Linked DNA regions of Sus scrofa: all the other regions are linked to region 1. The links are chromatin contacts, called in public Hi-C maps. All regions are on one chromosome and are shown on one strand. Each heading gives the region's core, a stretch centred on a gene start, on an enhancer-like site or on the middle of the called end of the contact. The rest is flanking DNA. Distances are from core to core; before and after follow the strand shown.

What was found. Hi-C and Micro-C count contacts between places; a contact is called where the count stands out from the background.
Region 2: a Hi-C map of liver shows a contact between it and region 1, with 1.5 times the contacts expected there. The contact joins the promoter of UBE2S here to the promoter of KMT5C in region 1. A contact is called at or near these places in 15 of 47 Hi-C or Micro-C datasets (blood, embryonic fibroblasts, heart right ventricle and 7 more) and 1 of 2 datasets of contacts at active chromatin or transcription factors (alveolar macrophages).
Region 3: a Hi-C map of skeletal muscle shows a contact between it and region 1, with 3 times the contacts expected there. The contact joins the promoter of HSPBP1 here to the promoter of KMT5C in region 1. A contact is called at or near these places in 3 of 47 Hi-C or Micro-C datasets (heart right ventricle, liver and skeletal muscle).

The regions. Positions count from the first base shown.
Region 1 is chr6:59,514,735-59,519,582 of Sscrofa11.1, reverse strand. KMT5C (histone-lysine N-methyltransferase KMT5C) reads right to left here and starts at 2,525. Exons shown (of 9, transcript XM_021095006.1): 1 at 2,408-2,525; 2 at 373-620; 3 at 40-205. The coding sequence starts at 620.
Region 2 is chr6:59,567,277-59,571,766 of Sscrofa11.1, reverse strand. UBE2S (ubiquitin-conjugating enzyme E2 S) reads left to right here and starts at 1,283. Exons shown (of 4, transcript XM_021095037.1): 1 at 1,283-1,830; 2 at 2,453-2,600; 3 at 3,881-4,071. The coding sequence starts at 1,828.
Region 3 is chr6:59,462,720-59,467,455 of Sscrofa11.1, reverse strand. It overlaps HSPBP1 (hsp70-binding protein 1), which reads left to right and starts at 2,923. Exons shown (of 8, transcript XM_003127468.5): 1 at 2,923-3,269; 2 at 3,600-3,896. The coding sequence starts at 3,693.

The sequences.
Region 1 (4,848 bases), core at 1,276-3,775:
GCGCAGGGCCGAGGGGGGGTAAGGGAAGGGCTCCCTCACGTGGGTCTTGAGGGCAGCCTCCTGCCGCGGGCCCCGGCTCTGGAAGTAGTGGGCCATCCAGCCTCCCAGCGTCAGGGCCCGGTACGCAGCCTCCAGGTCCCGCTGCCTCAGGAAGGCCTCCAGCGCTGAGCGCAGGTGGTGCTGTCGCCGCAGGGGGGGCACGGGGCTGGGGGAGAGGTCACGCCTGGGTCCCAGGGCCTTGGCCTATTCCCTCCGGGCCTTCCCGGGCCCCACCCCCGCCCCCGCTCGGGGCTGAGGAGGACGGGGCCGCGGGGTGGCGGGGAAAGGGAAGGGGTCCCGACCCTCGGTCCGCCCTCTTCCAGGCCCCCTCACCTGACGTTCATCTTATGGGTGCGGAAGCCGAGGTAGGGGTCCAGGACGAGGCTGGTGGCAAGGTCGTCGTTCTCACACAGTTCCCTGGCGGTCACGCGGTCGGGCCCCATGGTGCCCCACGCACCATGCTGTCTCCGGCGGGGAGTGGAGAGGGCAGCGCAGGGGCAGGGACGGCGCCCTGGGCGCGTGCCTGCTCTGTGCCACTTGTACACTCTGCGCGACGCTGGCAAACCCTTCGGTCTCCTCATCTATAAAGAAGGGAGAAAAGCCATACTGACTTCACAGGGGCGACAGCGATGGTGAAACGCAACAAGTGCTTTTGACAGCAGGGAGGCCCCCAAGAAACGCCAGCCACCATCGTTAGTATCTGCACCTTCTCAGGCTCGGGAGCACAGACACAAACCCCCCAACCCCCTATGGACCCCCCCCTCCATGGGCACACGCAGATTCCCTGAGACCTCCATAGGCGTGCGCGCACGCGCACACACACACACACACACACACGCGTGTGCGCACGCATGTCCCTACTGGCCCGGGAAGGCTGATTAATTGGCAGATTGGGATAACCCTAAAGGCTTAGTCCTGCAGGAGGTGGGAGTCAGGGGGGACCCAGCTCCATCTCCAGCCCTCACCAAGGAAAACGCCAAGGCTTCCTGCCCTGCCAGAACTGCTTGTTCTTGCACCCACCCCCACTCTCTGCTGGCCTTGGCCTCCACCCCCCTCCCCAGTAGCCCTTGGGAGTCCTCAGAAGGCTCTGGGTGAAACCCCAGGCAGCCTGGGGGGGGGGGTGAGGCGAGGGAGAGCAAAGGAGGGATCCCAGCACCTGCTCCCTCTCCAAGGATTCCGGGGGAGGGAGGGGCGCAGAGGACAAAGCGGGGGAGGGGGAGAGAGAAGGAACAGTATGGAGAAGCAGAAGAGGCCCATAAAAAAGGAGGAGAAAGACAGGGATTAGCCAAAGGCAACAAAACAAGCCTCCTAACCCCACTGCAGAGGGCCTGCGGGGGGGGGGGCCCACACCATGGTGCCTCGGAATGGGGGGTGGAAGACAGACTGGGAGCTAGAGCGGCTGGGAAAGGGGGTCGAGAAGACACGAAGGCTGGGGATAAAGAGGGGGTGCCGCGGGTGGGCGCTGGGACAGAAAGGAGGCTACAGAGGGGCATGTGGGGAAAGAGAAAAATGGACACTGTGGGGTGGGAGCTGGGGCAGAGTGACGGGCCAGCGTGCCTGCAGGAGGGACAGAGGCCTGCGGGATAGCTTGGGGATCCAGGGAGGACCCCAGAAAAGCCAGCAGGGTGACAAGGGGGCCAACGAAAGCAGAGAAGAACCTGCAGCTCCGGGGAAGAGTCCTGAGCAGGTCGAGGGGGGCGGCTAGGGGGTCCAGTACAGGGCTTGGAAAAGCAAACAGGGATGGGGAAGTCCTAGGGAGCCGGGGAGGAGCGTAGAACGGCCTTGAGGAAAGAGCCTGGGCTCCAAGGAAGGGCCTGGGTAGGCGGTGAGAGTGCAGGGGAAGGGCCTGAGGTCCAGAGGGAAACTGGGGGAAGCAGACAGGGGCCTGCGCAAGACGGCGGTGGGGGGGCTCCAGCGGCCTGGGTAGGCGGTGAGAGTGCAGGGGAAGGGCCTGAGGACCAGAGGGCAACTGGGGAAGCAGACAGGCTCCTGGGGAAGACTGGGGGCTCCAGGGAAGGACTTGGCTAGGCGGTGAGAGTGCAGGGGAAAAGCCTCAAGTCCAGGAAGGGGAGGAAGAGTCAGCGCAGAGGGCGAGCTGAGGGTCCAGGGAAGGGCCTGGAGCGCGAGAGCGGGGCCGGGGGAAGGCCCGGGGCTGCGGAGAGGGCCCCGGGTGAAGAAGCACGGGGAAGGGGCTAGGCGCAGCGAGCACCCTGAGGCTCGCCGAAGGGCGGGGAGACGTGGGCGCCTGGACACGAGGAAGGGCCGGGTGGGGCGGGGACAGTCGGGGCTAGGGACGACCCGAAGCCAAGGCAGCGCGGGGCGGGGGCCGAGAAGGGGCTCAGAGGTCGGGCCCCGCGCCGCCCCTCACCCGCTTCTCCTCCTCCTCCTCCTCTGGCGCCCGCGCCGCCGATGCCACCACCTCCCACTGCCTCTTCCAGCTCTCGTCAGACACGGTCGCCGCGCCTCCAGTCGGCCCCGCCGGGCCTGCCCCGCCACGGCCACCGTGTCCTCCCATTGGCCAAGGTGGCCGCCACTCTTCAGTTGCTACGAAGCTCGCGCCACTCCTATTGGCCAAGATCCGCTCTGGCCCTCCCCGCCCGCCCCCGGCAGTGCCCCTACAAAACCCCGCCACGCCCGCCTTGCCGTCAAGCGCCGCCAACTGCGTCCAGTGGACGCCACTGCTGTCCTTCATCTGCTACCATGGAGACGTATCCCCGCCCACAACCCGAAATCGACGCCCTCATTGGGCAAAAGCGCCGTCCCTCCCGGCAAAACTCCGGTTTGGGTCGGGTTATTCGGGTCCTAGGGGAAAGAGGGCGGGTTCCGCCGGCTTCAGAGCCCGCGTGTGATTGGCCGGCCTTGGAACGACTCGTCCTTCCATTGGTTCAGGTCTCCGCCCGTCACCTTAGAGTCGCGACCTGCCTATTCTCTTTCTCTGGTGAAGCCTTTCGCCACCGGAGGGAGAAAGCAGGGGCAGGCGGGAGGGGGGTGAATGCGCGCGCACCTCCGTCGCCACGCCGGGAGAGGACCCTGGTTGCCAAGGCGACAAAACTTTATTGACAGCCCTGCCGGATACAAAGGACTCTTCAATCTCTCTTCCTCCCTTTTGGACCCCAAATACCCTGTTTAATTTTGAGTATCCACATTAACACTCTGTGAGTGAACAGGTCAGAAAGAGGGCGATGGAGAGGTGGGGGTTTTGGAGGAAGCCCTGGCTCGTGGGGCGCTCCCATGGGGCACCCCCCTCCCCTAATTGGAATCACCCCCCTGCAGCAACCCTAGAGGCAAACATAATTAGCAATGCATCATAATTAAGCCCGGAATAATAAGTTCCACAGTTGGATCAGAAGGTCTTTGTTTTGCTGACTGCCATATATCCTGTGCGTTTGGAACAATGTGGGGCGCAGAGTAGGTACTTCGTGTATTTGTCCTGGAGTCAATCAATGTATGACGCTGGTTTCTGCGTCCCTTCGCTGTGTGACGTTGGAGAAATGGTTTGCCCTCTCTGGGCCTCAGGCTCACATCTATAAAACAAGAACCACACTGGTCCCTCTTTGAAGCGTCCAACTTAACACTCTCCTAAGTGTCCTTCATCCGTTCGTCCAGGCTCCCACCCTCTGTTCTTACTATTCCTTCTGCAACTGGGACGACTCCTGGAACTGAGACACCCCTAACCCAGACACCCCCTCCCATAAGGATGGCTACAGCTCCGGAGGAGAGAAGAAGCCTCACCCAGAGCAGGGGAGCCAGCAAGCTGAAAGGACCCTATAAAAAGCTCGGCTCTTCGGGAAAGTTCTATGTACCAGTATATCTGAACGTTGAAAGTGCAGCCCATCTATCAGCGGGTGTACATCCTAGAGAAACTAAAAAATGTGAACAAAAATATAAGCACACTAATGCTTGCAAGAGTGATGTTTGTAACGGTGAAAAACTAGAGACGGCTTAAATGTCCATCACATAGGGCATGAATAAATGGATCCTGGCATAGTTTCACAGGGAAGCACCATACAGCCGTGAAAGTGGTTGAACTAGCACTCCATATATCAACCTGGACGACCCCAAAGCATGCTGCTAGTTGCAGAAGTCTTATGTAGTCGAATGCAGGAAGTTTTAAAACGCATAAAGCAGGGTTTGCGTGTGACACGTGTAATTCCGCGCAAAAGTGCATGGGTACAGCTAAGCGACCGGGGCAGGAGCAAGGGCTGCGGATAGCCCTAGTAGCGACCCCTAGGGGCGGAGGGGAAGGCATGCAATCAGGGAAGCTCCTCGGATCTATGTGTAATTTGTTTTGTTAAGCCTGAGGTGGAAGCCGTGAGTTCTGTATATTCACTGTTCTTTTTCGACGTTTCAAAAATATTTCGAAATGCAAATAAAATTTTGACTCATCAATGCCACTTCCAGGGGTTTATTCTAGAGAAATAACTGGACAAGTGTTAAAATATTTATATTTAAAGATGTTCGTGGATTTCCCTCGTGCCACACAGCGGGTTGGGGATCCTGCGTTGTCACTGCCACGGCTTGGGTCCCTGCTGTGGAACCAGTTCGATCTCTGACACCGGAACTTCCACACGCCTCGGCCCAGCCAAATAAAGAAAAATAAATTTAAAAAATTTAAAAATTAGTCATTTTTAAATCAAAAAAAAGTTTCCGCCTTGTTGAAAAGCAGAAAAATAGGAAAAACTGAAATGGTCAACTGTAGATTCGTTGAATTACAAGATGGAAAAACTGCAGTACCTAACAGTTAACTGAGCTCTTAGGATACCAGTTACTTTGCACATAGAACTGTGAGAAAGAGGCTCTTTTTATCCT
Region 2 (4,490 bases), core at 34-2,533, 53 kb before region 1:
GTTCCTGGCGGGGTACACTGGCTCACTGTCTGGTTCTCCAGGAGCGCGGGGTGCTGTCCCTTTTACACTCTGCTGCATCCCCACAGCATCCTGCCTGCCCCATGGTAGGTGCTCAGAAAAAGCGGACTGAATGCATGCGGGAGTCCGGGGGGCATCCCACGACACGCGCCCCACAGGGCCGTGGCAAGGGCTCGGGGGACCCCGGCGGCGCGGGCCCGGTCAGCGCGGAGGACGCCACCACCGCTCCCCGGTTCGCCATAAGTCACCGTCGGCTGGGACAGCTCAGCTGCACCGCCGCCTCTGCTTGTCCCCACGGGGGACCCTGGGCAAGTCACTCGACCCCCCTCTTCCTTCGGGGTCCTCGTGTGTTAACGGGGCGGGAAGGTCCGCATTCAGCGGGCGGAACCTGCAGGTCGGGTGCGGGGCGCCCGCGCGCCCCTCCGGCGCACGAAGACCGCGAGGCTGTGGGAGTCTCGGCACCGTCCTGCTCCCTCTTCCTGAAGCTGGGCCCCCGACGGGACACCGTGGCCCAGCTGGACGCTCCGCTCCGGGGCTGAGCGGCCCTGAGGCGGGCGCCGCGGCCGCACCGCACCGGGGCCAGGCAGGCCGCGCAGCTCCTCGGCCTCCGGCTCTCCGGACAGGGTCCCCCCGGGGCACCCCGGGCCGCTTCCCCCGACAGGCGGAGGGAGCCCCGGCCGGGGCGCGGCCGGCCGGGGGCCCTGGTCAGTCACAAGAAGGACCGCGCCCTGAACAAGGCCAGGGGACTCTTCCTCTTCTCACAGGAGTAAACTGACGCCCGGCGTCGCAACCGAGGCCTGGCCGGGGCCAGAGGTCACACATGGGGGTGGGGGTGGGGCCGGTCGTGGAACCTCTGCCAACACAGGACACGGGTCATAGGTCATTGCCAGCACAAAATGGCGCCTCGCAGAAATACGTCTATCAATTCGCGGTGCCCACCCCCGCCACAGGCTGAGGAAGGGGCGCAGGCGTCCGGGCACACTCATCTGCATACACAGAAACGAACGAAGTTAATTGGCTGCGAGCGCCTGGGTCCGCGGTAGGGAGGACTCCCATTGGTTGCTCTCCAATTCTCCCGTTCCCTACTGGAGAAGGCCCCAGTACGCCTTCTCCAGTAGGGATTGGCCTCCGCGTGTCTCATGACGCCACGCCACGATTGCGCGTCCCCATTGGCCGGACCGCCTTCCATCATCCTTTTAAAACCCCTCAAGTCCCGCCTCTCTTTGCTCGGCTCGGGCTCCCGGGTCGACCGTTAGTCGCGTGCGCGATTTCCTGGGCGTCAGGGCGCGAGCGCGTACGCCGGCGTTTCATTCAAACGGACCAATCAGCGGTCGCGTCACCCTTCCCGTTCTCTTCTCTACTTCCCCTTTTCTACCTCTCCTTTCTCCTGGATTTCCTCCCTGACCCCCGTGCGCACGTATTGGCCAGCCTGCCCCGCGCCCCCTCCCCAGTTTCTCCTGCTCTTGCCCGCAGTTTGTCGAAAGGGAGCGAGCTCGTCGAACGCCAAGGAGTGTGCGCACTGACGTCACGAGTCGAGGCGCGGCGCGAGGGGCCCCGAGGGGGCGAGGCCTGTGGGCGGATATAAAAGGGCGGCGGTGTGCGCGCGGCCGGCTTAGTGCGGTCGGGCGCCCGGGGCGGGTTTACCTGCTCAGGCGGTGTGTGGCGGTCGTCGGAGGCAGTGGGGCGCGGAGCCGGGCCGCTGGGGCCTCCCCAGGGCCGCAGCGGCGGCAATTGGGCCCCCCGCCCCAGCCAGCGGCCGGAGAGCGCAGGAAGGGGGCCGGGGGGACCCGCCCCCGGCCGGCCGCAGTCATGGTGAGCGTCGCGTCCGGGCCTGTTGGGGGGGGGGGGCGGTCAGGGCCCTCCTGGAGGAGGAGATGGGGTCTCAGGAGCATCTCTCTGGCGGCTGGGGGATTGGATGGCCCAGTTGGGGGTCCTGGGTTAGGGCTGGGCCCAGGGGCCCTCCTGTAGGCGGAGCGGGAGGGGAAGGCCCAGCTGAGCTCCGGGAAGGGCTCCGGGCTTTCGGGCCTGCCCGTGGGTGTTCCGGGAGTAACGACACTCCGCCGCCATCTCCAGGCCGGAGCTGGGGTTTCCAGGATGGTCTTCCCAAGTTGAGGTGTGGAAGGACACCGGGGTAGGGCTCGGGCCTACCCGGGACCACTGGGGGTCCGTATGTGGGGCTACGAATGGGCTTTAGGGACTTATGGGGAAGGTGGAGTCATCCGCCAGACCTTGGAGATCCGCTCCATTCCTAATGGGAGATTCACCTGAAGCCATCGCCTGAAGCACCCTGGATTGGGAGTGTCTGGGAGCTCGGGGTGATTGGCCAGACTAGGACTGCAGGGGCAAGAAAAGTAGGGCGGCCACCGCATCCTAGGTCCTGCAGGAGGCCCCAGGACCAAAGGCCCATGGCTCGCCCCCTTTTTTCCACATCTAGAACTCCAATGTGGAGAACCTACCCCCGCACATTATCCGCCTGGTGTACAAAGAGGTGACGACACTGACAGCTGACCCACCTGATGGCATCAAGGTCTTCCCCAACGAGGAGGACCTCACTGACCTGCAGGTCACCATCGAGGGCCCTGGTGAGTGTGGGTGAGGGAGGTGCGCTTCCTAAATCCTTGGCATCCTTGGAGCGGGAATAGGAAGCTCTCAGTATAAGGTGGGCTGCCAGACCTGTGACGGGCACACCTGGTACGCATGGTGCTCATGGGCTGCAGGGCGGGAAATCGCAGTTGTGTATACTTTCTCTGAGAGAATTGAGAGAAAATCCTGGGGGTCCTATCTGGTTTGGGTGTCCTCACACCCAGAAGTATGGGAAGGAATTGAGTGGAATTGGGAAGAGGGTGCCAGGACGTGGGAATGGTGTCTGAGAGGCCTGGGGGGGCGGGCTAGACGATTGCAAATTCCTTCCTGCTGTCAGTGTCAGGGGCTTTGAAGACCAAGCAGAGAACAAGCCAGGTGCAGTCTGGCGGGCAGAGGGCAGTAACAAGCAAATGAGTACCTGTGATCGTTGGACCACACACAGTGGTTCAGCGTGTTACTGCGTGTGTGCTACATTTCACTTATTAGTGGAATTTCTCTTAATCTCAGCGCCGAGCAAGTGATGAAGGACCTAGATGGGAGTTCGGCTTGTAGGGAAGGATCAGGGCGGACTTCTCCAGGGGTGTCGGTTAGAGTGTGTTGATGGGTCCCCAGAGGTTTTTGGCCGACTCCGTGTGTACCTTACGGGAACAGGAAGGAGGGAGACTAGAGAAGCTTCTAGGGGACATATTTCAGTGTTTGTAGGCTTTTTTCTAAGGAGTTTGGAAAGGAAGGGGCTGGTGGGTGTAAAACAGGGGTAATGGGTGCCTCAGAGTTCCTTTGACCAGTGAGGACGGGGCTGGGGGCCAGAAGGCAGAGGCGGTCGGGAAGCTCTTGACCATTGCTAGTGTCCACAGGTGAGAGGAGTGACCAGACTTGGAGGTAGGGTCAGATTCAGGAGAGGACCTGAGGTCAGCTGCCCAGGCTGCTGATGGGTTGGATGTGGGGGCTGAGGCATGAGGATGTTTGTCTGGCGGGGAGACTGTGGAGTTGACAGCTGTCTTGGCATTGGCCTAGCAGGCTTCCAAATAGCTGTGGGTGTGCATGGCCTTGCCACTTGGCAGGGGTGGGGGGGGAGAGGCATCCCATGGGTGGGAACCACAAGCCAAGGGGTTACCTCTGAGGTGGGGGGGTGCCTCCTGGGAACCCAGTCCTCTCGCCCTCTCCAGAATGCCTGCCCTGAGCCTAGTCGGTGGAGACTGCCCTTTAGGGCTTTTCAGGGTGCCCAGGAGACCTGAGCCTCCTGACCCAGTTGTCCCCTTCCCCGTCCCTTGCCTTCCAGAGGGGACCCCATACGCCGGAGGCCTCTTCCGCATGAAACTCCTGCTGGGGAAGGACTTTCCTGCCTCCCCACCCAAGGGCTACTTCCTGACCAAGATCTTCCACCCAAATGTGGGCGCCAACGGTGAGATCTGTGTCAACGTGCTCAAGAGGGACTGGACAGCTGAGCTGGGCATCCGGCATGTGCTGCTGGTGAGTTAGGGCTGGGCCTGGCCTTCCTCCTGGATGTCCTGGGGACGGCCAAGTCACAGAGCCTTGTTTCTTTTGTTTTTGTTGTTTTTTTGCCTTTTCTAGGGCCACCCCCATGGCATATGGAGGTTCCCAGGCTAGGGGTCAAATCGGAGCTGCAGCCACCGGCTGCACTGGCTGCCAGGGCCACAGCAATGCGGGATCCGAGCCGCGTCTGCCACCTGCACCACAGCTCACGGCAACGCCGGATCGTTAACCCACCAAGCAAGGGCAGGGATCCAACCCGCAACCTCATGGTTCCTAGTTGGATTCGTTAACCACTGCGCCATGACGGGAACTCCTGTTGCTTTTTTTTTTTTTTTTTTTTTTTTTTTTGTCTTTTGTCTTTTGTTGTTGTTGCTATTTCTTGGGCCGCTCCCACG
Region 3 (4,736 bases), core at 1,674-4,173, 53 kb after region 1:
GAAGGAGAGCTGGAGACAGACAAAGAGAGACAAAGAGGAACAGAGGCGGGGACCGCAAAAGATGGGGGGTACACAGAGGTGAAGGGCTAGAAGCTGGGGGGAGATGGCACAGATTGGAGGGCAGAGGATGGGGGAGGCAGAGGGAAAGAACTGGGGGCTTTGCTGATCCAAGACTCATCTCTGTCTCTCCAGACCCCCAAGCTGCCCACCCAGGCCCCCTTTCCCCACAAGCATCAGGGTCCCCTAGCCACCCACAGGCCAGGGTGCATGTTTTTAGATCATCTTGGATCCACATGTCCATTTAGGATCCTCCATCCTCCTACAGAGAAACTTCCAGAAGCCCTTGAGGCCCCTGTGTATTTTTTTTTTCAGGTCCCTGTCTCTTCCTTGTGCCCAACACAGCCTCCCCCAGATCTTCACACGGGCTGCAATATACTGTCTGCTCCACTGCCCATCCATGGACCTGTGCACAGCCAGACTTCCACATAATTTGGCTCTGTCAGGCACCCGTGTCATGCCCAAATCGCCTATAGAGCGTACCCGTGAGCCTTAAGTCCGCTGGTCAAGCACGTTCATTCCGTGAATCTACCATGAGTGCCAAATCTGAGCCACGTGCTCTTCCAAGTGGTGAGGGTAGAGCAGTGAGCCAAGTCAACCAAGATCCCTGTCCTGGGGAGCTCCCCCTGCAAAGGATGAGGCAGGTGAGAAATGATCAAAACACAAGATATGTTACAGAGTCGCCATGGGGGATGCAGAGGCGACGAGGGCAGGGAAGGGGGACGGGGAGTGTAAGTTGAGCAGGATGTGACTTTGCACATAGTGCCGAGAAGCCTCCGCCACGAAGGGACATTGAGGGAAGAGGCGCCTCAGAGGCAGGTGGATAAAGTGTCAGGAGCCTTCCAGGCAGAGGAAACAGCTGTGCAAAGGCCCTGTGGCAGGTGTGTGCCTGGTGTGTTATCGGAAAGTGGAAGGGCCAGGGTGGTCGGAAGGCGATGAGATGAGGAGGCAGATCACATAGGGCCTTAGAAGCAGCGTGACCCTCTGGTCTGGTTTATGGCTGGTATTCTGGAATTATTATTATTATTATTTTTTTTTGCCTTTTTCTAGGGCCGCACCTGCGGCATATGGAGGTTCCCAGGCTAGGGGTCGAATTAGAGCTGTAGTTGCCGGCCTACACCAGAGCCACAGCAATGCATGATCCAAGCCACGTCTGCGACCTACACCACAGTTCACGGCAACAACGCCAGATCCTTAACCCATTGAGCGAAGCCAGGTATCGAACCCTCAACCTCATGGTTCCTAGTCGGATTCGTTAGCCACTGAGCCACGATGGGAACTCCTATTCTGGAATAATTAATAGGATTCGTTGTCACTCTGTGTGTCCTGCTATGGATGGAAAGTTATACTATCACCCTTCTTACAGGTCATTGGAAAGGCTATCGCTTTTGTAGGGTAACTCTGAGGTGTTCTCATCTAGGCTACCATTCTATCACAGGTATAAAAATGTCATGTCATATACAATGACATGTTATATGTACATACATATTATATGGTATGATGTATAATAATATATGTAAATAGTATTGTAGATAGAGGGACTTGTACGTCAGTGTACATAGTATATATATATAGTAGGCTGGATACTGGGCCCCCAAAGATGTCCACATCCTAATTTCTAGAACATGCAAATATGTTGCCTTACATATTCATAGCAAAAGGGACGTGGCAGGTGTGACTGAGTTGAAAGTCTTAGATGGGAGAGCATCCTGGTTCCTTGGGTGGGTCCTACATGTCATCCCAAGAGTTCTTATCATGGGGAGGCAGGAGGATCAGAGGCAGAGGAGGAGATGGGACAGGGAAAGAAACAAGCTGAAATGCTGCGACCACAATCCAAGGAATGTGGGCAGCCTCTAAAAGCTGGAAAAAGCAAGGAAACAGAGGGTCCCTGGAGCCCCCAGGAGGAACACAATCCCCCTGATACCTTGGTTTTTAACTCAGTGAGACTCATTTGGGGCTTCTGACCTCCAGAACTGTAAGCTAATAAATCTGCGTTGTTGTAAGCCACCAAGTTTTTGGTAATTTGTTAAGAGCAACAATAGGAAAGGGATACAATAAAGTACACAGGGGCCTAGACCCACGTCAGATAGCTAGGCTTCTCAGTGCTACAAACCACAACAAACAACACACACACACAGCTTGTACACTGGTCTTTCCATCTCTGTCCAAAAGAGCACCTGGCATGTTGCAGACCTAGCCAAGGGCTCAATATACCTGTGACCGTAGGTCACAAGATAAGTACAGCCTTTCCTCGAGGGGAAGGGTCTCTTACGGAAGACCACAACTAGGATTCGCTTAAGATCACCCCAAAGGAAACACCTCCAAAGGCCAGGCACATTCCCAGACCTGAGCCCCAAATCTGGTGCAGGGAGGCCTCAAGCGGCCTAAACCACCTTGCGTGGGCATTTACTTCAGGCTTCAACGATCCCCTCCTCTGCACCTGGGCAGGACCCAGAGAAGATTCCACCAGGCAGATGTTGGGTAATAAGCACCGGCACAGGTAGTGCTGCAGTGTGGAGAATGCCTCCTTTGACGAATGGGGAAACTGAGGCCAGGAGACGGGTGGGGTTGGGTGCCTGGGTCAGGTTATTAGTGGTGCGACCCCAGGGCTCCAGTAAAAGACGTGGTGGGGTCCTAGATGGAAGAGAAAAGCCCTTGCTGATGCGGGGCACGCTCAGCGAGAATGGGGCGGGGCCAAGAAGTGGGCGGGGCTTGACGGGGGAACGGCCGGCAAACCGGCACGGGGGCGGGGCTCACCTGGGAGAGGCCGAAAGGCCTGGAACAGGGGCGGAGCCTGAAGCGGGCGGAGAGGGACCAGTTTAGAACTCGGGCTGGGTGTGGACGCGTTTGGGCCTAGGCAGAGCCAGGCCGGGGGGCGGGGCCTACACTAGGGCAGGGGCTTGCAATGAGCATGGGGAGGTGGGGCTCGCTAAGGGCGGGATCCGGGCCGGGGGCGGGCCTTAGGCCAGAGCGGGAGCACGAGGGGCGCGGCCTAGGTGAGGGGCTGGGCGGAGCGCAGTATCCCGCCAGTTAGGAAGGACTTCGGAGCTGGGCGAGGCCTCCTCACGCCTAGTTAAGGCCCTAAGTGGGGTGTCTGCGCCGGGAACTTCCGGGCGAGATTTGCGTATTTCCTGTCAATATGGCGGCGCCCATTGTAGTCAGGTGCGGGCGACTCTGTCTTTAGTAGCGGCGGCGACACGAGGCCCGGGGAGGTGAGGTCCGCCCCGCTCTGGCTCCCCTCTTTCGGAGAAGAGGGAGGAGACTTGTTGCCAAGAAAACCAAAGGGAGGCCTGGTTGCTATGAGGGCTGGGCAGTGGGGTTGCTAAGAGACGGGAACGCCTGCGGTGAAGATGGGGGAGGGGGTTGCTAGAGAGAGTGGGTGGGGCCTGTTGCTAGGGACGAAGGAGGGGCTTGTGACTTTGGGGAAGGGTCTCGCCGGTGTGAAGGAAGGAATGGGGGCTGTGGTTAAAGGGCATGTGGACAGAGTGGTTTGGGGTCGCGGAGGGCCGCCGAGCTCCCCTAAAACGCCACCTTCTCAGCAGACCTCCAGGAGTCGACCGGTCAGGAAGCCCGCGCTACCTCAGCGGTGACCATCCCCTACCCCAGCACATTCGTCCCTTCTTCGCAAACAGCCCATGGCGGACCAAGGCTCTGGGGGCAGCCGCCTTCCCCTGGCGCTGCCCCCAGCCTCTCAGGGTTGCTCGTCAGGGGGCAGCGGCTCCTCTGCTGGGGGCTCGGGCAACCCCCCACCCCCGCGAAACCTCCAAGGTCTGCTGCAGATGGCCATCACGGCGGGCTCTGAAGAGCCAGACCCACCTCCAGAACCCATGAGTGAGGAGGTAAAGGGGGGGGACCCAAGAAGCCGGGGTGAGGGGTGTGCGGACCGAGATATCTTGGGGAGGGAGTCCCGAGAGGGTCGGGAGGCCAGGTGTGAAGGCAGAGTAGCCTCCTTGTGCTTGATGGGGTTATTGTAGACTGAAGGTCTGATCCCTGGATCCCTGCACTGTGCAGGGAGGCAGAGTAGCCTCGTGGTAAAAAGAAGAGGCAAGGGTTCCGCAGACAGACCTGGATTCAGCATTTTATGGCTGTGTGACCTTGGGTATGTCCCTTCATCTTTCTGAGCCCCAAGTTCTTTATTTGCAAGTTGATGCTGACAGTTAGAATACCAGTGGTACTTCACTGAGTAGTTCCGAAGTTCCAGTTGAAGCAGGGCTGCATGCAGTGCCAGGCACATAGGCAGTGCTCCTGGAGGCAGCAGGATAGTCTCATTAAGAGCACAGGTTGTGGGAGTTCCTGCTGTGGTGAGGTGGGTTAAGAATCTGACTGCAGCAGCTCAGGTCGCTGGTTAAAGGATCTGGTGTTGCCACAGGCATAGGTCACAGCTGTGGCCATGATTCAGTTCCAGGCCTGGGACTTCCATATGCTGCGAGTACCACCATTAAAAAACCAAACCAAACCAAAGAACAGAACACAGGCTCTGTGGACAGTACGCTTAGGTTTGACTTAAGGCTCTGTGGATGGCTGACTGTGTGACCTTGGGCAAGTCACACCTTTCTGTGCCCCCATTTTCTCATCTGTGAAGGGGGGGTGACAATAATACTTACCTTGGAGGGTTGTTTTGGAGACTAATAGCTGTATTTGTCATACATATTATTTAGTTGTTGCTGACAGTTACAGTG